2 separate regions of the Mus musculus genome follow, and region 1 is linked to region 2. Evidence: chromatin contacts called from public HiChIP or PLAC-seq data. All regions are on one chromosome and are shown on one strand. The core of a region is the stretch at or near the end of the contact, and the rest is flanking DNA. Distances in the headings are between cores, read along the strand shown. Region 1 holds the start of Nhlrc3 (NHL repeat containing 3). Region 2 has its middle 17 kb from the start of Gm38537.

What was found. HiChIP or PLAC-seq counts read pairs in DNA pulled down with a chosen protein or histone mark.
Region 1: an H3K4me3 HiChIP or PLAC-seq map of pro-B cells shows a contact between it and region 2, with 5 times the contacts expected there. The contact joins the promoter of Nhlrc3 here to the enhancer-like site in region 2. A contact is called at or near these places in 4 of 39 promoter capture datasets (the C10 cell line, cranial neural crest and embryonic stem cells), 5 of 115 datasets of contacts at active chromatin or transcription factors (T-cell acute lymphoblastic leukemia, embryonic stem cells, epiblast stem cells and 2 more) and 1 of 9 other capture datasets (adipose tissue).

Annotation. Positions count from the first base shown.
Region 1 is chr3:53,461,908-53,465,513 of GRCm38.p6, forward strand. Nhlrc3 (NHL repeat containing 3) reads right to left here and starts at 1,351. Exons shown (of 7, transcript NM_172501.2): 1 at 1,153-1,351; 2 at 405-557. The coding sequence starts at 1,236. Proser1 (proline and serine rich 1) reads left to right here and starts at 1,888. Exons shown (of 13, transcript NM_173382.2): 1 at 1,888-2,412. The coding sequence starts at 2,368.
Region 2 is chr3:52,448,317-52,451,777 of GRCm38.p6, forward strand. No RefSeq gene overlaps it. Among named protein-coding and RNA genes, the nearest start is that of Gm38537, 17 kb to the right of the region's middle. Within about 2 kb of position 1,980, at least 11 of the 459 cell types and tissues checked have an H3K27ac peak or open chromatin away from gene starts, as enhancers often do. A contact at or near this core is called in pro-B cells, where this site is marked.

The DNA.
Region 1 (3,606 bases), core at 101-2,600, 1.0 Mb after region 2:
AAAACTTAATAATTTCTAATGCATACAAATCTAAAATGTGCACTTGAAGCCAACTCAAAATTAAATTGCATAGTTAGCATACTATAAATGCAGCAGGCTATCTAGGTGGGAAACACTTCTTTCCTTTCTGTTCATCTTCTTTTTTTCCTTTTTGTCATGCTCAGATTGACTGTTCTTTTATTATTCCTGTCTGTTGTGATCAAACTGAATGTATATAATTAAAATTAAAAAAAAATCTCTAGTTGAAGAGATGGCTGAGCAGATGAAAGTGTTTGCTAAGCAAGACTGACACTCAGAGTTCAATCCTGGAAACCACTGGTAGTTGATAACCGCATTAACACTCTGGTCTCTCTTGACCTCACAGGCTCACATATTAAAAAAAAAAAAAAATGCATTCTACTTACTTGGGCTACGTAAACTAACCCGTTGAGGGAATCAACTGCAACACAAAATGTTGCACCAGTGAAGTATTCCGAATTCTTGGGCCAACCCAAATCCAGCCGGAAAAGAGGGTCCTCCATTCTCCAGGAAACGTGAAAAGAAAATGTCCTTGAAACCTCAAATAAAATCAAAATACTCAGATTCAGTTCGACAACCAGAAGGTAGCCGGAAATAAGATTGTATATCTAAAGATCAAAACAACCATAAGAAAAGTCTAATGATGACTTAAGAGTGTAGTAAGAGCTGGGGAAAATCCAGTGTGTGTGTGTGTGTGTGTGTGTGTGTGTGTGTGACTTAAGAGTGTAGTAAGAGCTGGGGAAAATCCAGTGTGTGTGTGTGTGTGTGTGTGTGTGTGTGTGTGTGTGTGTGATGTTTACTTATTTTTATTTAGACTTGTGTGCATGAGCTCGGGTGAGTTTATGTGCACCATGTGCCCACAAAGGCCAGAAGAGGGCATCAGGCTCCCTGGAACTGGAGTTACAGTGAGAGAGTGAGCCTTCAAGTTGGTGCTGGGAATCGAACCTGAGTCCTCTGAAAAAGCTGCTCGAGCTCCCAACCTCCGCGCCACCTCCCCAGCCCCACGTGCATTCTTTTTACACTAAATGAGAGGACGAGTCGTCAGCTGCTGAGCCCCAGGGGAGCAGGTTTGGGACCCCAGGGGCTGTACCCCTCGGTGGCACCCACACCCACAGCCTTCTGCCTGCTATTTACCAGCGAGCCACAGAAGCGCGAATGCAAAACCAGACAGGAAAGGAAGAAGGCGGCGCCCGCCAGGCAGACCCAGGCTCTCGCCATCGCGAGGGTCTGGGAGGCGAAAGTCAGCGAGGCCTGAAGCCGGCTCTAGGGCAGAGGCAGACTAAAGCACCGGGAAACTCGACCGGAGAACCGCCGAAGACTAATTCCGGGTGTCCTGCTCCTTGCTCCGCCCCGAGTCAGGCGCCCAGCGAGTGACCCTGGTCCCCACGCCGAGGTGCTCCTGGCCACTAGGATGGCGGCGTCCGCAGATCTTCCTGACCTACTTACTCTTCGCTCCTTTAAACTCACTTTCAAGAAGCAAAACAGAGCACCGAGAAACTGAAGAGTTAGGGGATCGTGACACTAAAACAATGACTACCACGCTCCGAAAAGGACTTTAGTCACGTCTGCTCCACAAGCATTCAGGCTTCTGCCGTGGACGCCTATATTCCCACACTAGGACCCCGCCCCCCCCCCCCGACGCCCCAAACTAATCATTTGTGCAAAAGCGACTTAAGGTGGCGGTGCACCATTGCGTCTTGTGGGCGCGACACGCTCTATCAAAGGTCCCCTGGAGCTGGTGGGGCATTTAGGGGAGCACCCGCTGGGCGCCTGGCCGTATGAGCGCTGAGGTGCTCGAGAGCCTCCCTTCGCAAGGCTCTGGCCCCCTTCGTCCGGCTCCTAGTGCGCCCCGGCCGCCCGCCCGCTCCCGGAAGCTACGAAAGCCCGTAACAAAGGACCTGCGGGGGCCGCCGGTTGCCGGAGCTGCGGGACCCCGGGATCGGGCGGATCGGCGGGTCTGAGCGCCCGCGGGGCCACGTGTCCCGGATCACGGCGGTGAGCGGAGCGTGGCTCGGCGGCCTTCCCCGGAGCACCCGGCTGTCGGCACCCTCCGGAGCCCTGATTTCTGCAAACGCACAAGCCCGCTCTGCTCTGAGCAGCTGAAGCTTTGTGTGAAGAAGCTACTGAAGTCTGATTTTTATTTAAAAAAACAAACAAACAACAACAAAAAAAAACCCAACTTTTTCCAAGTTTTCGTTCTGGGATTTTTTGTTTTGTTTTGGTGCAGTTTGCAATACTCTACCTCCTCGCCTCCTTTCTCCTCCTGGTGTATTATCCACGAGACGAACCTGGGATGAGCGTTTTGTAATTGCAAGAACTGTGAGACGTCACGACGGAATAGTACTCAAGATGGACAAAAAGTCCTTTGAGACGGTGCTGGATGAAATTCGAAAGGTAATTGACCTTGTTCCCTGAAATTCGTCTGAGATAATAATGGTCGTGAGTTACTTTCTTTGAGGTGTTGTGTGTAGTCAGCAGAGGAACTTGAACTTTCCTGTGTAACGTAAGAACTTGCATCTTGGTCCGTTGCACCGCTTAAATAGAAGATAAACCACCTCACTGCTAAACTTGGGAAGTCATTGTGGTACGGGAATTACGTTTGTACTACCTACAGCCCCGGAGCCAACTGTAAATCCGTAATAACTGAGCTTTTGGTTGACTGACATTTATTCAATGTTAACATGGTTCGGTAACAGGAGTGACTAGGCACTGGAAGGGATGCCGAGAAAGTTCTTTTCCAGATCTCTTCCCCTGCCTTTGCTCTCCTTCCATCTTTTTGACACTGTTTATATTTCCTATTTCCTGGAAGGAACCAGGCAGCAAAAAAAAAAAAAAAAAAAAAAAAAAAAATTTGGAATGTAAGGTTGAGGCTAAAAGTATCTCTTACATAAAAAATAGCAGGTTGCCTGTTTGACAGAAAGGGCAGTGCTGTGACCTCACAGCATCTCACAGCTTGCATCTGTTCGGCATCTCAAACGGTGCCCCTGACTGGCACTGCAAAAATTGGCGCCAGATCTAGAGGTTTTTGTTTTTGTTTTTTTGTTTGTTTGTTTGTTTTTTGAGACAGGGTTTCTCTGTATAGCCCTGGCTGTCCTGGAGCTCACTTTGTAGACCAGGTTGGCCTCGGACTCAGAAATCCGCCTGCCTCTGCCTCCCGAGTGCTGGGAATAAAGGCGGGCGCCACCACGACCAGCGGATCTAGAGTTTTGTTTTGCTCTTTGTAAGACCCCTTTTCCTCCCTTCCCCCCTTTTCAGATAACATATATTTAATCTTTCATATTTGGTGGTGCTGAATTTTTTTCTTTTCAAATAAACTTCTGCACTTGCTGAGTCTCATCTAATTAAAATTTGAAACAAAATGTCTTTTTATCATGTACTTAGAATTTGCCACAGTTGGTTTCTGAGCTGTTTTTTAACCATTCTGAGAAAATAAATTTTAAGTTAAGGTAGACATGAATGCAGACATGCATATGTCTATCTTCTCCCTTCTCAGCCTTGTAAAAATGTCTGGTAATAAATATCAACGAGGGAATCGGAAAGGCTCCAGAGATAAAAGTCTGTTCAGACGGGGTAGCCTTCAAGGCCACA
Region 2 (3,461 bases), core at 730-3,229:
GGGAATATAATTGAATATGGGTTTGGATTGGCCATTTGAGATATTAGAATTTAGAGATTTGGGATATCAAACCACCTCTTAGGATTCAGATGGGAACAACAGAATAAAACATCATGAAAGTATCACATAGTCCACATTTAGATATGTGTGATGAATGTCGATTTTATTCTCCTTTATTAGAAGGCAGAGCTTTTTTTTTTCCCCCTTCAATATGAAAAAGGAAAAAGAAAAGTGTCTGGGAGTGAAGGTCTGTGTGTGGTCTCTCCTCCAGGCTCCTGAATGATGCTTGGGGAACTTAAAGTTCCCCAAGTGAGGCTCATTACACTGGAGACAAATGCAGCCCAGACCATGGGGGATAGGAGAACAGAGAGTGGAGAGCCTTCCTGTTGAACTAGCATATCCAGTTAAGAAGGCAAGAGTGTGTAAGCAAAAGGTCTTTCTCAAATGGTGTCACCACGTCATGATGCCACCCTCCTAAATTCATTTTTTAATATATTTTCTGCTTATTTCATTTATCATTATTATTAGTGTGTATCTGCATGTGTATGCATATTCATGTGTGTGTGTGTCAGGAGGATGCATTTGCCTGTTGGTGTTCTTATGGAGACCAGAGGTCAACATCACCTCTGCTATCACCTTTTATCTCATTTCTTAAGACCTGATCTTAAGACTCACCATTTCAGACCGTCTGACGGTGTCTCTAGGCTCTGCCTTGTCTCTGCACAGCAGCCCTGCCATCACGGATGCAGGCTACTGCATCCCACTTTTAAACAGGTGCCAGGCATCCAAGCTCCTGTGTGCCCTTTACCTACTGAGCCATTTCCCAAGGACCCACCTTCGAAGGTCTGAGCCTAGTCAGGGTTTAACAATTGGATTAAAAATATATAAAAACAAATTAAAAAAAACAGCTGCTCTTCCAGAGGACCCATGTTTGATTCTCAGCACCCACATGGCAGCTGACAACTGTTTGTAAGTCCAGTTTTAGTGTATCTAATACCCTCTTCTAGCCTCTACAGGTACCAGCACACAGGTGATACACATCTATCTATGTATCTATCTATGTATCTATCTATGTATGTTTCTATGCATCTATGCATCTATGTATGTATGTATGTATGTATGTATGTATGTATCTGTCTATGTATCTATCTATCTATGTATCTATCTATCTATGTATCTATCTATGTATCTATGTATCTATCTATGTATCTATCTATGTATCTATCTATCTATCTATCTATCTATCTATCTATCTATCTATCTATCTATCTATCTATGTATCTATCTATGTATCTATCTATGTATCTATCTATGTATCTATCTATGTATCTATCTATGTATCTATCTATGTATCTATGTATCTATCTATCTATCTATCTATCTATCTATTTATCTATCTTATGATGGTTCAAAACATCTAATGAGAGATCATCTATATTATTTTGTAATTAATGAATTATTTTTATGTAAACAGATACTTTGCTTGCATGTATGTCTATGTACCTCATGTGTATAGTACCCACGAAACCCAGAAGAGGGTGGCAGATCCTCTGAGACTGGCCTTACAGAAGGTTGTGAGCTGCCATGTGGGTGCTGGGAATTACCCCTAGGGAAAGATATCCAGTGAGCCCTCTCCCCAGCTTGCGCATCTTTAGGTTCGCGTGCAGAGTAGATTGTTGCATTCACATATGCTCATGTGCCAGTTTACCTCTTCCCTGTGCTCCCTCCCTGCTTCTGGCTGGCTCACTTCCTTAATGCGTTTTGCTTCTGGGTTATAAATAGTCCATTATCCTCTTCCTCATCACTACTAGGATTTCTTATATCCTTTCCATGATCGATGGGAGGGGCAGTTCAATGCCCTACTTTTCAGAGTGTTGAGAGCCAATCTCAGGTTGAAGTCTCTTCTTCCCAAATGACATCCTTTGCAACCCTTTCCTGGGGACAGCTCCCCTGAGAGTACAGGTGCAGAGAGATGTGCGAGAATTCTAGAATTAGCCAGGCATGATAGCACACACCATCAATCCCAGCAGTCTGAGGCAGAGCTAGGGAGATCTCTAAGTTCAAGGCCAGCTTGGTCTACAGAGCAAGTTCCAGGACAGCTGGAGCTACTCAGAAAAGCCCTGTCTAACTCACCCTCCTCCTCCCTGCCAGAAAACAACTCTCAAAAGAATCCTGGCGTTGGATGGTCTTTATCAATCAACCATAAAATGACGCCCTGCTCATCCTGCCCTGTGGTCTCCCTGGAAGCCTTGGCCTGGGTACCAAGAAGCAGGCAAAGGAAGCAAATGCCCATTCTGACCCACAGCACCAGGCCTCTCGCTGGGTCCAATATTTCAACTTGGAAGATAGTAGCCTATATATTTTGAACATTCTTTTTCTCACTTTCATGAAACTGGCTTTAATTACCCGTGTGCCGATTGGGGTCAGACTTTATGGTGGTTTGTCAGAAGTAACCAATACGATGGGTTAGGTTCAAACCAGTTAATTACTTCTATGCTGGGAGCTATGAATTCACAAGAGGCCAGAGAGCCAGAAAAAATGGTCACTTAGCTAAGGATCTTAGCATCAAGGTCAGTAGGGTATCCAAAGAGTTATGGAATAGTCAACAACCTAAGGCAGAGTTAAAGATTTTCAGTCATGATTTTCTGAAACTCCAAGAAAGACTTGGCCAAGAATATATAAAATACGCCCTGGGCTTATTTTTTTTAAAGTTAGTTTACATATATAAAACTAAAATATAAAGTGACTGCTGGTGGATCTAGCATACAGTACTTGTGTCGAGCCTAGGGCTCTTCACTAAGGTATTTACTGATGATCTAGAAACCTCGTGTAGATGCAGGAAATGAGACTGTAGCTCTGTGCACAGTGTAGGTAAGGTGCTAGAGAAGATGTCTGTCCATGGTCACCTGTGTCTAATATCAGCCTTTTTGCATGAGAACTATTTAGCTGTGATGGCGCAGAGTTCAGTCTTTAAGGACAGAGTTTCCCAGCCCTGGCTAATCTTCACTGACCTTAGCAGCTCTGTTGGTCATTTCTGTTTCTAGTTCCACTGACCACACAAAGTCACAAATAAAAAGGTCCCATTGAGAGTGCTTGTACTGGGTAGGATGTTTGTGTGGTGAGCTGTTCGGTGGACAGGAGGGGGTTCCTCACCTTGTTTTATGCTGCAAGGAAAGGTGTGCCCCAGGCTAGAGATCCACCATGCTGCTCTTCCTACCGACCCCACCTTTCCCCTTTCCTCGTTTTTTTCTCCCGTGTTGACTCATCCTTGATGACAGCGGACTTTTCTAACAAAATGTCTCTTATCTAGGGCTTTGCTGAGAGTGACATTCTTGCCACAGTAGAAGAATGTCCACCAGCAAGTCCCCAGGGCAGATCCTGTCACTGTTAGAAAGAGCCATGCTGAGTGACGAGACACCTGGCAGTTCGAGATGACATGCCTTGCCCTGTTCAGGACATCT